Linked DNA regions of Mus musculus: region 2 is linked to region 1. A link is a contact called in public HiChIP or PLAC-seq data. All regions are on one chromosome and are shown on one strand. Each heading gives the region's core, a stretch centred on a gene start, on an enhancer-like site or on the middle of the called end of the contact. The rest is flanking DNA. Distances are from core to core; before and after follow the strand shown.

Region 1 (7,406 bases), core at 3,293-5,792:
AAAAATTGAATTTTTTTTCTATTGTGGGAACTTCAGTACAGAATCCTATAGCCAATTTTGAGTCTTGGGTGTCCTTAAGAGTGGTAGACCAAAGGATCATTAAAACATGCTTCATGCTAGGATCCAGTGACTTACAAGAGAAAGGTCTAGAAGCTGGAGAGGCAGAAGACTAGCTTCAAACCCCTGCCTCTTATGCCAAAACAGTATGTTCTATGTTGACTTATGAAATGCAGGCAGCCAGGCAGTGGTGGCACATGCCTTTAATCCCAGCACTCGGGAGGCAGAGGCAGGTGGATTTCTGAGTTCGAGGTCAGCCTGATCTACAAAGTGAGTTCCAGGACAGCCAGGGCTACACAGAGAAACCCTGTCTTGAAAAAGGAAGGAGGAAGGAAGGAAGGAAGGAGGGAAGGAAGGAAGGAAGGAAGGAAGGAAGGAAAGAAAGAAAGAAAGAAAGAAAGAAAGAAAGAAAGAAAGAAAGAAAGAAAGAAAGAAAGAAAGAAAGAAAGAAAGAAAGAAAATGCAGGCAGTTATTTGCAGGCACAGAGGTACCAAACAGCAGACATGAAGTGTGTGTTACTGTCCTCAAGAAAACTTAACTGACTGAATCACCCTGATAACATATCAAAGGACAAGCAGAGCTTTCTCCATCTCAGCTTACAGAGGATCTCCTAAGACTGCATTGCACTGTTACAACTTTGATTGTAGCCCACCCACCCATCCCTAGACTTTCTTTCCATGGCCTACCACACTCTTTTTTTTTCTTTCCATTTTTTATTAGGTATTTAGCTCATTTACATTTCCAATGCTATACCAAAAGTCCCCCATACCCACCCACCCCCACTCCCCTACCCGCCCACTCCCCCTTTTTGGCCCTGGCGTTCCCCTGTTCTGGGGCATATAAAGTTTGTGTGTCCAATGGGCCTCTCTTTCCAGTGATGGCCGACTAGGCCATCTTTTGATACATATGCAGCTAGAGTCAAGAGCTCCGGGGTACTGGTTAGTTCATAATGTTGATCCACCTATAGGGTTGCAGATCCCTTTAGCTCCTTGGGTACTTTCTCTAGCTCCTCCATTGGGAGCCCTGTGATCCATCCATTAGCTGACTGTGGGCATCCACTTCTGTGTTTGCTAGGCCCCGGCATAGTCTCACAAGAGACAGCTACATCTGGGTCCTTTCGATAAAATCTTGCTAGTGTATGCAATGGTGTCAGCGTTTGGATGCTGATTATGGGGTGGATCCCTGGATAAGGCAGTCTCTACATGGTCCATCCTTTCATCTCAGCTCCAAACTTTGTCTCTGTAACTCCTTCCAAGGGTGTTTTGTTCCCACTTCTAAGGAGGGGCATAGTGTCCACACTTCAGTCTTCATTTTTCTTGAGTTTCATGTGTTTAGGAAATTGTATCTTATATCTTGGGTATCCTAGGTTTTGGGCTAATATCCACTTATCAGTGAGTACATATTGTGTGAGTTCCTTTGTGAATGTGTTACCTCACTCAGGATGATGCCCTCCAGGTCCATCCATTTGGCTAGGAATTTCATAAATTCATTCTTTTTAATAGCTGAGTAGTACTCCATTGTGTAGATGTACCACATTTTCTGTATCCATTCCTCTGTTGAGGGGCATCTGGGTTCTTTCCAGCTTCTGGCTATTATAAATAAGGCTGCTATGAACATAGTGGAGCATGTGTCCTTCTTACCAGTTGGGGCATCTTCTGGATATATGCCCAGGAGAGGTATTGCTGGATCCTCCGGTAGTACTATGTCCAATTTTCTGAGGAACCGCCAGACGGATTTCCAGAGTGGCCTACCACACTCTTGCCAAAAACTGAAAATTAAAATAAAAAGCAATCATCGGTTCAGCTCATTCTTCAACCCAGAAAGTCCTTACTAGAAAAGAGAGTCTCTGCTGGCCAAACAAAGCCAATGAGCAGAAAAGAAACAGCTCATTGCTGTCTAAGAACTAGGAAGGAACACAGAAACAAGAATCTCTGAGGAATGAATGAATAAGCCCAGGGTGTAAATACTACAGAGACTAAGGTGGTCTGATGGTGGTGGAAACACTCATGTTATATTTCAATATCAATGATTGAAAACAGGAAGTGTAATTAACAATCCCACCCTTATCTTTCCCTGGCTTGTTATACTGCCAAAAAGAAAGGCAACAAAATATTGCCTGAATGCCCATGTCGCTCCCTCACTGAATGACCCTGTGTGCTTGTCGCACACTCTCTGTGAATGAGTTTGATACTGTAGTCTGCCACTCACACAGGTCTCTCCCTTTAGATCTGTCTATTTTCTGATTTTATCTATTATTGCCTTCAAACACAAATGATAATATACTTCTGTATTATTTGTGTGTGAGAAAGAGAAAGAGAGCATGTGTGTTTGGGTGCATACGTGTATGTATGCACAGAGAGTAACCTGAGAGGTCCTGCTTAGGAGCTCTTCGCTTTATTTTGAGGCAGTCTCTCATGAGGACCTCGGGCTCACAGACTAAACTAGACTTGCTGGAGAGCAAGGACATAAGCCTCTTGTCTCTGCTTCTCTCTTGGCTCCAGGGTTACAAAAGTCCACCATGCTGTTTGGCTTTTTTTTCTGAGGTTCAAATTCAGGCCCCCATACTTTCAGAGCAAGCACTTCTCTGACTAAGCCATCTCTCTAGTCTGTTTTATTTTTTATATTTTGTTTACTATTTATTGTCTGTCCCTCTGATGAAATAAAGACATCTTAGATATATTTTTACAAATCTATCAGATGTCCATAGCAAAATATATTCATATCAAAGCCTGACTTTTATAAGGACCCACTCCATGTTCATTGACTGCATAACTGCCGTCTGTCTCTCTCTTGTTTGTTCTAGTCCATTGTAGATTCTTTTAACATGAGAGCCACTTTCAACACGCATTGATATCCCAGCATGTAATAAGTACTTTATAAAGTAGAATAAATTGAGAGCAGAAAAAGACCACAGTCTGTGTCCTTCAGAAGTTGGCCTGGAATGTCAGCTAGGACAGGCTAATTCTCTTGTTAGACATAAACTACCTCAGAAGAGACCAGCCTCAGAGACATTGACTCTGAGCTAATTGTGAAGTGAAACAAAGCAGGTCCACTTCCTAATTCCATCTAAGCATAGGCAAAAATTATAATAAAGTCACCCATAAATATCTAATACCCCTCCTCGGAACCAGTGAGAAGCAGCTGCCCTACCAGTCCTTCCAGCCTCCATCCCTTGGATTACTTACTGGTTTCATGGACTTCATGTGTCTACAAAGAACTCATATCCTTGCACCATCTCCTGATTACAGCTCAAAGTCTATATACTGTTACTGCACTTTTTAAACCCTCCATAGTGTGTATTTTCCCTCACTGCAATAAATAATTAGCCTGTCCTTTCTACAGAAGGATTTTGAGTGGCCCTTGGCTAAAGACCATTGACAGAATAAATGGTTTAATTAATGTGAGTATTTCATGAATTAGCTACCTAAGGATCTCAAAAGTCTTTTGAATGTTTTAATTCCCTGAAGCCATTAGAAAAGAAGTTCATCTCCTCATTGCTTCTCCATCAAAAGAGACAGATCCTCCTACCTTCAGGCAATTCTCAGGATCCTTATAGCAACAGGATTTAGTCATTTAAAATAAACCCCATACATCAAGGGAATAGGTTGTGAAAACCTTGTGGGTATGTAATCAAACCAGCTGTGTTATACATATGTATGTATATTTATTTATTCATGACCATGAATTCATAGCTTATACAAAACAAATTTAAGTTATATCTCTGATTCATAGTCAGCTACATTTGATAGATAATGATGTTAGGTGATAGATAGATAGATAGATAGATAGATAGATAGATAGATAGATAGATAGATAGATAGATAGATGATAGATAGATAGGATAGTAATGATACATAGAAAGAGAGTGGCAGACAGACAGATAGACATAGATGGATGATAAATCTAAATTTCAAGTTTATTTAAAAACAAAATGGTAAGTATCACTGTATGTTCCATGTTCCATTAACCAAAAGAAATGACAATAAAGGGGGCCCAGGGAAGGAGGAAGGATTTGGATGCAAAGGATGCCAATCCCCGATTAGAAATTGATGAGAACAGATTTTCTTCTGTCTACTGCATAAAAAAGAATCCCAGTATAAACAGCTTATCTTCAATATGCGCAGAAGTGAGTGTGTTTGAAAACCAAATCAAAACAGGGAGAAGAAAGATAGTGGGGAAGAAAAGGGAAGGGAATGCGAGAAACCGAGATGGGAAAGGGGCAGAGGAAGGGATCCAGTTATCTGGGGAGTAGAAATTTGCCCAAGGCAGGGAGGGTGTTTTCCTCAGTTTTTAGGTCATGTGAGTCTCTTAACTGGTTTTTATGCCTTGAATAACAAACGTTTCCAACCGGTGTTAAAGTCTAAGGCCCCAGGTGGTGGTGCTGTTTGGGAGGCTCTGGAAACTTTAGGAGGTAGGACCTAGCCATAGCCAGAGAAAGAGCTCTAGGAGAGGTTTTTTGGGGTGTTTTGCTCCTCCCCTCCCTACTTCCTGTCAGCCATGAAGAGAGGAATCCCTTCCTCCACACACTCCTGCCACAGCGATGCCCAGGCCCACAGAGCCAACAGAACCACGAACCTTCTGAAACTGAGATAAAAGAAATACTTCCTTCTCTAAATTATTTACGGAAAAAATACTTGATCACAATGATAATAAAACCAACACGGTGGTGTTTGCTCAGGTTAACCTCTACCCTCCCATGAGACTAGAAGACAGAATTCATGTCTTGGGATGTTGACTAGAACATATATTAACTGTTCCTGGCAGCCTTGTTTATAGGCAGAAGCTTGGGGACTGCAGCCTTGATCCTAAGGACACAGCTTGAACTTAGAAACCATGCTAGTGTTTGTACACAGCATTTAGTGTAAGAGTAAAAAATGGTTTTCCTAAAAGTTCACAGTCATTACAGGCCAAGGTCAAGTATTTGACTCAGAGGAGTCCAAATTTGGTCCAGAAGTTTGGTCTTTATTAATGGTAAAACATCTCTGGACTCCATACACCTATCAAATGACTTCTGCCATCCTGGTGTTGACTATAACAGACATCAACACTGTCTCTTTCATCTCCCTGATCTCCTTGTTCTATGTGTAGCACACATCAGCTTGAATGTGTCTGATGTCACACCTACTCTGGGAGGGTCAGGGCATTGAGGAGGAATTTGTATATCTCAACTCTTATCCAGTATTCCAGGTCTCAGGGAGGCAGCACCCACCATTTCGCTAGCCATGTGCATCTGCAGTTTTGTAAGATGCCTATGGATGCTGAGCCATACTGGTTTGGGGAAGCAGATCTCATATTCATCTGCCAGAGGCTAAAGCAGGTCTACAGGCAAAATCTCTACAGCAGATTCAGGTTCAACTCTGCCTGCTCTGTGTCTGACACTGGGACACTCATTTGTTTAAAAGAAACTAGATATCAAGAAAACAAATAGCCCAATTTAAAAATGGGGTACAATCTAAACAAAGAATTCTCAATAGAGGAAACCCAAATGACTGGGAAACACTTGCCTTAGCTGTCAGGGAAATGCAAATCAAAGCTACATTGAGATTCCATCCTATACCTGTCAGAACATCAAAATCAGTAACACAAATGACAGATGATGCTGACAAGGAGAACACTCCTCCATTGCTGGTGGGACTGCAAACTTGGACAACCACTATGAAAATCAGTATTGTGATTCCTCAGAAAACTGGGAATTGATCTACCTCAAAACTCACCTATACCATTCTTGGACATATACCTGAGAAACATTTCATTCTACCTCAGAGACACTTGCTCAAATATGTTCATAGTAGCTTTATTCATAATAGACAGAAACTGGAAACAAGCTAGATGCCCCTCAACCAAAGAAGAAAACATGGGTACATTTACACAATGGAGTATTGCTCAGTTGTTTAAAGACAATATCATGAACTTTGCAGGCAAATGAATGGAAGTAGGAAAAAATCATCCTGAGTGAGGTAACTCAGACTCAGAAAGACAAACATGGTATGTACATGCTTATAAGGGGATATTAACTGTTGGGTAAAGGTTAACCATAGTGCAGCCCACAGATCCAGAAAGTCTAAGTGGACAGGAGGACTGTAGGGGGGATGCACGGATCATCCTGGGAAGGGGAAATAGATTTCTGTGGGTGGACTAGAAGACAGGTGGGAATGGGAGCAGGTGGAATCAGGTTGAGGATGGGGAGGATGGAGAGAAAGACTATGGGGAGAGATGACTGGAATTGAATTGATGTGGAAACCTACTGCTATAGGAACTCCCAGTTCTGTGGCGCTGGTCCTAGTGAGGACTCCTACTAATGGAGACTACAGAGCCTGAACCAGCCATGCTCTATAACCAGGCAAGGCTTCCAGTGGTGGAACTGAGACACCAACCAAACCACACAGCCTTCGACTGACAGTCTATCCTGTCTGCAAGATGTGGTGCGGCATTGGAGGCACAGAAGTCGTGGGAGTGGCCAACCAGGGACTGATATAACTTTAGATTTATGCCACGAGAGGGAACCCATGCCTGACACTTCCTGAATGGCCAGGACCCAGAGAGGAAAAAAAATCAATAAAGTGATTCCTAATGATAGTCTGCCATATGCATAGATCAATGCCTAGCCCGACCCACCCCCACCGGAGCTGATGGGAGCACATACAGAACCCACAGCCAATCATTAGGTAGAGAGAGATCCCAAGCTGGAGATCTCCATCCGGCCCCTCCCCTCAGAGTTCAGCGATCCCTGTGAAAGATGGGAAGGAAGAACTGTCGGAGCCACAGGGGTCAAGTGCACCAGAAGAACAAATCCCACAGAAGGTCCACAACTCAGCAAGGCTTATTATAGGGCATCACAAAGACTAAAGCGGCAATCATGAAGTCTGCATGGGTCTGTGCTGGGTCTTTTGCATATGTTAGGGTGTTTCTGTGGGACTCGTAACAGTGGGAGTAGGTTCTGACTCTTTCACTTGCTCTTAGGATCCTTTTCCTCCTCCTGGGTTGCCTTGTCCAGCTTTGATGTGAGGGTTTGTGCCAATTCTTATTATAACATGCTATTTAGCGTTCCTGTTGATATTTCTGGGAGACCTTTTTGGGAAACAAAGGAAGAGTGAATCTGGCGTAGGGAGGGGACTGGGGGTGGGGAGCTGTGGTCAGTATGTAATTGATTGTATTGAAAACAAAATAAGTCAGGCAGTGGTGCCACATGCCTTTAATCCCGGCATTTAGGATGCAGAGGCAGGCAGATTTCTGAGTTCATGTCTTGGGAAGCATGTGGCAATTAGAGGACTCTTCCAAGAGCTGGTTCTCACCTTCCATTCCCCTCCAACCTCTGTCATGCTATGGACCACAGGCTCCCTGCTTCTGC
Region 2 (7,406 bases), core at 2,210-4,709, 120 kb after region 1:
CTGGTCATCTTCTCGTGTGCCCTGATCTTCAGGCCTCAACGCTGTCTTCTTTCTTTCCCCACAATAACTCCTATGAAAATAGTCATCAGAAGGGACTATTTGCGCTCCCAGAGGTCAAGTTTTCACCTGATAGGTTAGTAACAAAGACCCGTGGTGTTACAATGGGAATAAAAGCCATTTTTCCCAACTGAGCATCAGAGTCAAGCTTAGACCTAGCTACTATTTTAAGGAGCAAAGTAAAATAAAAATCCCAATATACCTAATTCTCAATTGGTGCCTTACATACGTACCTATACTCCCAGAACTTGGGAAGCCGAGACATGAGAATGACCAGTTCAAAGCCAGCCTAGGCTACGTAGTAAGACTCTGTCTCAACAACAACAAAAACAACAATGAAATGGAAGCCTTAAAACCTACTGAACAAATCCAATGTAGTTATACCAACAATGCAGAAATTTTAGCACCACCATTAAAAATTTTAAATATACCTAAAAGGTTTTATTTTAAAAGAATTTTTATAACAAATGTTTTATAGATAAGGTTTTATTAGTTTTTATGATGAACTATCTAGAAAAATGTGGACTACTTAAAAGATGCCACAATTTTATCTTGCTATTTTAACCTTCTGTTTTTATCCTGAATTGTGTGTATCTCTCTGTGTGTCTATGCATGTGAGTCCAAGAGTTCACAGAGGTTAGACGAGGTCATTGGGTCCCCTAGAGCTGCAGTCACAGGAGGTTGTGAGCCATATGACATAGGTGCAGGACACTAAACTGGAATCCTTTACAAGAGCAGCAAATGCTCTAAATCACTGAGCCACCTGCCAGCCCGTCTAGATGTTTTAATGTATGACTGCAATTAATTATAATAATGAAAGAGAAGTTGTACTTGGTGAACTGCTGTCACTGTGTAAAGATCTTTGTGCATAAATGGCTAATACCCAGTGAAGATTAAATTTTGGGTCTTAACTGCCTAATTCTATTAGGATAATGCTTAAGTATTTTGGTAGAAGCCAAGTAGTACTCGAGATTAGAGTTCCATCTACCGGAGCTTGGAATTGTTATGCTAATTTTTCTGTTGATTGTAATAGCGATCTTTCAAAAGGAAAAATTTCTAAAAACTGAGAACATGGTGTAATAGTGGTATTTCCATAGACTGGTGAGGACACACATCCCCCTATAGATGAACAGGGAATCACAAGGTCACAGGAAGTGGAAGTTAGTCCCTTATGGTGTTGTTATCAGGACTTATGAATCAGGTTGCTTGTAGGATTTAAGAGTTAGAAGAAGCCTATGGAGACAGCATTATCCCTTGAGGGAGGGAGGGAGGGAGGGAGGGAGGGAGGGAGGGAGGGAGGGAGGGAGAGAGAGAGAGAGAGAGAGAGAGAGAGAGAGAGAGAGAGAGAGAGAGAGAGAGATGCTCACGAATCAAGCACATCTCTTTCTTTGTGGAAAATCTAAAATCCACAGCGTCCAGGACCTACAGTGATTGAGGGTGCTGTGCTCTTTCTTGTGGCTCTTGCAATTAACTATGGCATAGGTGTAAAGTTAAGACATTAACACATATGTAAGAAATCCCATTTTCTTTATGGCCTTGACATTACCATAAGCAAAACTCTAATAACTACATCGTTCCTCTGCCCTTAATTAGCCTGTAATTGCATGATATCTGGACATGCATGTGTTTAGGGGCCGGGGAACTGAGACATGATCTCCATCCAGCTGTCAGGTTGATGTTAGCATCACTATCTAAATCCAGAGATGAGGTCTGTGATGCTCTTCTTATGACTTCTGTGGAAGGCTGTGTGTAGGAACACTACCATAACTTCCCAGTACATTGCAGTTCATCAAAGAGCTTCCTTCACTCCTGGGCCCCCACCAGTTTGATTTTCCCTTCCAAAGCTCCGTCTAGTCTCTTAGTTCTGTCCACAAGAGACACAGCCATCCTGGATGCCTCCTCCCCCACTAGTCAGGGCTCAGACCTTTGCCCTCATTCTGTGCCTCCATCATAACCAGCCAGGAAGTATAACAATACCTCTTCCTAAAGTGAGCCCATGGTCTCTGGGCCTCTTTCCTCCTACCTACCTGTTAACATACAAACACCATCTCATCGCTATCCATTTCCCTTCTTCAGGCTTAAGCCAGAGTTTAAGCTTTGTCCCAGAGCAGGAGGACAACCTCTTGTATCCTCAAATTTTCTAACACTATCAATAGAACCATGGTCCTCTTGGCGCTTCCATCCACAGGCCATCTCAGATGCCATGCCAGCCACAGACTTTCTTCTCTAGATGTGAGACTGTGATGCTCACATTGTACCTGGTGTCATTTTGAAGCACTCCCGGCTTCTTTCCCTGCTCCTCACGAGCTACTTTCTTCGTTTCAGCATGTGGCATGAACGTCCACCACCGATGCCAGACAAAGGTTGCCAATCTTTGTGGTATAAACCAGAAGCTAATGGCTGAAGCACTAGCGATGATTGAAAGCACCCAACAGGTAAAGCAGACATTACACTGATGTGATTCCCGATGTCCTCTCAACAAGGGCCACCCACGTCCATTCTTTCTTGCTCTGTCTACCCCACAGGATGTCCCTGCGTGTCCTTCTGAACACTTGCCATGATATTTTCACCTTCATCCCCATAATCCCACCTTTGAGATAATTAATAATTCATACATCAGTGTGGCCATCTGTAATATCTTAAACTCTGTATAGAATGAGAAGGTACAGAAAGAAAGCAAATTCACTCAAATTATTGAGGATTTACTGCCAGCTTTATATCTGTATTTTAGGGATCTCTAAGAAGCTGGAAAGAAAGTGTATTTATTAGAATTCCCTCCAGAATGGTCACAGGACACTGTGTCTAGTCTGGGCAACTTTTGCCTGTCTGTTTGTCTTACATTGATTAAATTCCTATCTCTTGAGAACCAATTTTCACTGAGACTCGGCATTACCTTCTACATAAGCTGTATTTTTGTTCACCTTCTTTTCTGTCCTGACTTGTTATGGAATGAGGCTACTTACATAGAAGATTCCAGCTAGTACCCTTGAAGTGTGAAAAAGGAGCCAAGAGCCTGCTGCTGATACATTGAATGTAGCAGTTGCATGCAAGGCCAAGGAACTCTAAACCTACTGAGAAGAAAGAAAGAAAGAAAGAAAGAAAGAAAGAAAGAAAGAAAGAAAGAAAGAAAGAAAGAAAGAAAGAAAGAGAAAGAGAGAGAGAGAGAAAGAAAGAAAGAAAGAAAGAAAGAGAGAGAGAGAGAGAGAGAGAGAGAGAGAGAGAGAAAGAAAGAAAGAAAGAAAGAAAGAAAGAAAGAAAGAAAGAAAGAAAGAAAGAAAGAAAGAAAGAAAGGAAAGTGTTGACTGTCCTGCATATTCAAAATTCCTCACAGCCTTCTGTCCTTAGGGACAATACAGTATGATTTCTGTGGGTGGGAAATGGCGCCAACTACTGGTGATTGGGTTGTCTGACCCTTTTTATGATCTAGGCTCGCTCCTTACGAGATTCAGAACACATCTTCCGAGAAGGCCCAGTTGAAATTGGTCTCCCATGCTCCACCAAAAACGAAACCAGGCCACCATGCGTACCAACACCTGGGAAAAGAGGTAACTATCACTGCAGTTGACCATCAATGCCGGTCACTTGTCACGATCCACTTGTTCTCTGGCCTTAAGTTCTTCATTTACCTAGTCTGATGAGTTTCTTTTTCTCTATTTAAAGAGTACAAATCCAGTCACCAACCTCAAGGCCCCTATTTTTTTTTATCGAAAATAGATCCATTTCATATACAATATATCCTGACTAAAGTTTCCCCTCCTACTCTTCTTTTAAGAGTAAAACTAAAATATGCCTAACTAGAATTTTTTTGTGAGGGCGTTGCTCCTGGCAGAGTTCTAGAATGTCATTTCCTGGCCATGTTGGGTGGTTTTACAGATGTTAGTCTACTGTAAAGCAAGACAAGGAGAAATGTCATTGGGGCATCGTCACTGTTGCCCGGAGACTCTCCTGTGAGGTTTTGAGACAGGAAGGAAGAAGAGCCCTAACCCTTAAACTTTGTCATGTGTAGAGATTCATTCTGCCTTCTGCTTGAAGGGGGTTCAAGGGAAAATGCAGCTACATGATTCTGGGAACTGAATCATTTCAACAAACATTATGAGATATGGTCTTTGAACTTAAAGAATACTAGGGTCTGGGGAGATGGTTCAGTTGGTAAGTGCTTGTTTTGCAAGCACAAGGACCAGAGTTCAATCCCCAAACCATTATTAAAATAAAATAAAATGAAAAATAAAAAAGCCGTTAATGGCGGTATGTATCTGTAATCCTGGTGGCATGCGGGGCAGAGACAAGTGGATCCCTGGGTCCAACTGCCATCCAGCCTTGCCTAATTGGCATGTTCCATGCTAGTGAAGGACCCTGCTTTGAAACCAAGGTAGATACTGCTAGAAGAATGACAGTTAGGGCTGACCTCTGGCTTCCATATACATGCGCACACCCACACATACATGTATGCATACCCACACATATGTGCATGCCCTCACATGCACATATCCATACACACAAAGAAGCAATACTAATGATAGTAGTATATACATAGTAAGGATTCCTAAAAACACTTTTTAATCCTTCTTCTGGCATCATACAAGGACTAAATTGACATAAAATTTCAAGAGAGATTCAAAGTCCATCTCAGAAGGATTCCCAAGCAGTAAGGAGCATCGTCCTCAGAGATGATCAGTGCACACAGCCTTGAAGACCACAAAACATGGTGTGGTTTAGATCTTTAACAACCTGCTTGATTGCGTGTCCTCAGAGCTCACATTTTACTTAATGGAAATTGATGTCAGTATGTCTGGTAGTTACAAACAGTGGTGATATCCGTTCCCCAGATCTGTGAAGATTCCTATTTCCTCAGAATCTGATGTTATTAAAAGTTTTCTCTCTTGGCTTCTCCCTCTCCCTGCCTCCCTCTCCCTTTCTCTTCCTCTCTCTCACACACAAATATGTAGTCTTTGATTGAGATGAGTCCTGTCTGTCAGTCTGTCTTTCTTTCTTTCTATTTGTTCTGGTTTGGGTTTGAGTTTAGGACTTTTTCGTGTTTAGGGATGGTGTTGTTTGTTTTTTTCAAGACAGGGTTCCCTGGCTGTCCTGGAACTTGCTCTGTAGACTGGCCTCAAACTCAGAGATCAGCCTACCTCTGCCTCCTCAGTTCTGGGATTCAAGGCGTGCACCACCACTGCCACACTAACCATGACCTTGGGTCCAGTATTTCTTCAGTTAGACCATTGCCCAGGCTATTAGCTAGCCAGAGACCCAGCCCAAATGCCAGGTTTACAGACAGATGCAGAAGGATTCTGAAACTGAATTAGATGGAACTTCGGAATGAAAGATGGAAGAAGTGGGTGGTGCCCTAAGTGCCTACAGTGAGTGACCTTACTTACCCATTCATGTTTAATAACTGATCTGCTGTTTTCAGAACCCCAGGGCATTTCCTGGGATTCCCCTTTGGATGGGTCAAATAAATCGGCCGGTCCTCCTGAACCCGAAGTGAGCATGCGCAGGACTTCACTGCAGCTGAAACTGAAGATCGATGACTTCATCCTGCACAAGATGTTGGGAAAAGGAAGTTTTGGCAAGGTATGCTACCAAGTTCCTGAAGGTGTGCAAACAGGGCCAGAGAGCACCCGCCCCCCACCGTGTCGTGAGATGACAGAGCATCCAACATTAAATCGGGAGCTAAGTAACTCTGCAGTAATAGCAGTCTCTGTTCCCTATGGATCTTTGGCCCCAAATCCATTGTTTTAAGCCTACATACTCATGAACTAATGAGTTTGATGCCTGAGCACCAAGGAGTCAGAGAAATGCCCATTTCCTGTGCCTACTCTTCCTTCTAGTTTTTCATTGTTTCTTCCCCACACCTCAAAATTGTTTTGCATTTCATGTGCCTAGGGAGTGACCTCAGCTAACTGTAATTACCTATTTAGAGGCCCACTTCCAAATATATTCGCTCTCTTGGGAGTACTAGAGGCCAAGGTTTTTATCTTGCCATGCGAAGGTGGGGAGGAAGAAGACACAAGCTGAGACACTGACTATAGTTTGAAGGCTACAGGGATGGCTCAGATGTTAAGAGCACTGGCTGCTCCTCCAAAGGACTGGAGTTCATTCCCAGCATCCACATGGCAGCTCACACCTGTCTGTCACTCCAGTTCCAGAGGACCTGGCACCCTCACACAGACATGCATGTGGGCAAAACATCAATGAACAAAACAAACAAACAAACAAACAAACAAAGACTGTAGTTTGAGGAAGTCTTAGAAAAAGTACCTTGGAATGAGGCCCCCTTCCCTACCTCTTTTGTTACTCACTGGACAGGGATGGAGGAAATAATGTGTCTCTGTCAGCCACAGAGAGCAAGTACAGAATGTGAAGGACAAAAAGAAGTCAAGAGAGAAAGGAGAGGGGTGAAAAGAAAGAAATTATCCTCAGGACGGGGGTAGCTTAGTTGGTGAAGTACTTGAGTTACAAACTGAAGGACCCGAGTTCGGTTCCCAGAGCCCACATAGAAAGGTCAGATTTGGTGGCATTTGCTTGTAATCCAAGCACTGGAATCCCAGAGACCAGAAGTGGCCTTGGGCTTGCTGGCCAGCCAGCCAAATTAGTTCTAAGGAGCTGAGAGACCTCATTTCAAAAAGTCAGAAAGAGACGGACAGCTCCTGAGAACCAATGTGAAAGGCTGACCTCTAGACTTCAAACTCAGATTCTACAGTGTGCGCATGTGCACCCGCACACACACAAACACTCATGCTCACAAAGAAATTTCAACCATCAGTGACAACCTGGAAGAAAACTACCGAGTTAATGATTATAAAGGGGGTTATTATAGAATGCAGACCTTTTGGTATGTTAGACATTAAGTGTATGTAATTTATTACTAGGGTTCCTAACTATTTTTGTAGTGTTAGTTGGAACGCCTAGGAATATTTTAACCAAGGGTCACTATTCCATGACTGAGGGAGTCCAAAGCCAACTTACACTAAGCACCTGCTGGTCAGACTTTGCCAGCAGCATCTACCCAGTTTATGTAACAATAAACAAACTCAAGTGTACCCGAGCTTCCATTGTGGCTGAATAATACTGTGTTTGCATCTGAACACTAAGGCACTTTCTTTTCATAAATTCTCTGCCCTGCAAATTGTAGCTGGGATTTGTGAATTCTTTTCACTTCCACCATAATACAAACCACAACAGTTCATTTGGTGTTAATCAGAGTGGACTGGCAATTTGACAGCCAGTCTTTATTATAATTTAGCTGCAATTAATGTGCAATTATAACCTGATAGGAAAAATTGAAAGGACATTATGGAGATGGCAATTGCCTTCCTGGCTCTTACTTTATAACTGGCTTTAAGATG

The links. HiChIP or PLAC-seq counts read pairs in DNA pulled down with a chosen protein or histone mark.
Region 2: a contact with region 1 is called in a CTCF HiChIP or PLAC-seq map of CD8 T cells, with 5 read pairs. The contact joins two enhancer-like sites. A contact is called at or near these places in 1 of 15 datasets of contacts at CTCF or cohesin (CD8 T cells), 1 of 484 Hi-C or Micro-C datasets (nephron progenitors) and 3 of 9 other capture datasets (adipose tissue, embryonic stem cells and liver).

What each region holds. Positions count from the first base shown.
Region 1 is chr2:11,131,374-11,138,779 of GRCm38.p6, forward strand. No RefSeq gene overlaps it. Among named protein-coding and RNA genes, the nearest start is that of Prkcq, 37 kb to the right of the region's middle. Within about 2 kb of position 4,543, at least 7 of the 459 cell types and tissues checked have an H3K27ac peak or open chromatin away from gene starts, as enhancers often do. A contact at or near this core is called in CD8 T cells, where this site is marked.
Region 2 is chr2:11,250,687-11,258,092 of GRCm38.p6, forward strand. Prkcq (protein kinase C, theta) reads left to right here. Exons shown (of 18, transcript NM_008859.2): 9 at 2,383-2,492; 10 at 3,485-3,602; 11 at 5,471-5,631. Among named protein-coding and RNA genes, the nearest start is that of Prkcq, 82 kb to the left of the region's middle. Within about 2 kb of position 3,460, at least 20 of the 459 cell types and tissues checked have an H3K27ac peak or open chromatin away from gene starts, as enhancers often do. A contact at or near this core is called in CD8 T cells, where this site is marked.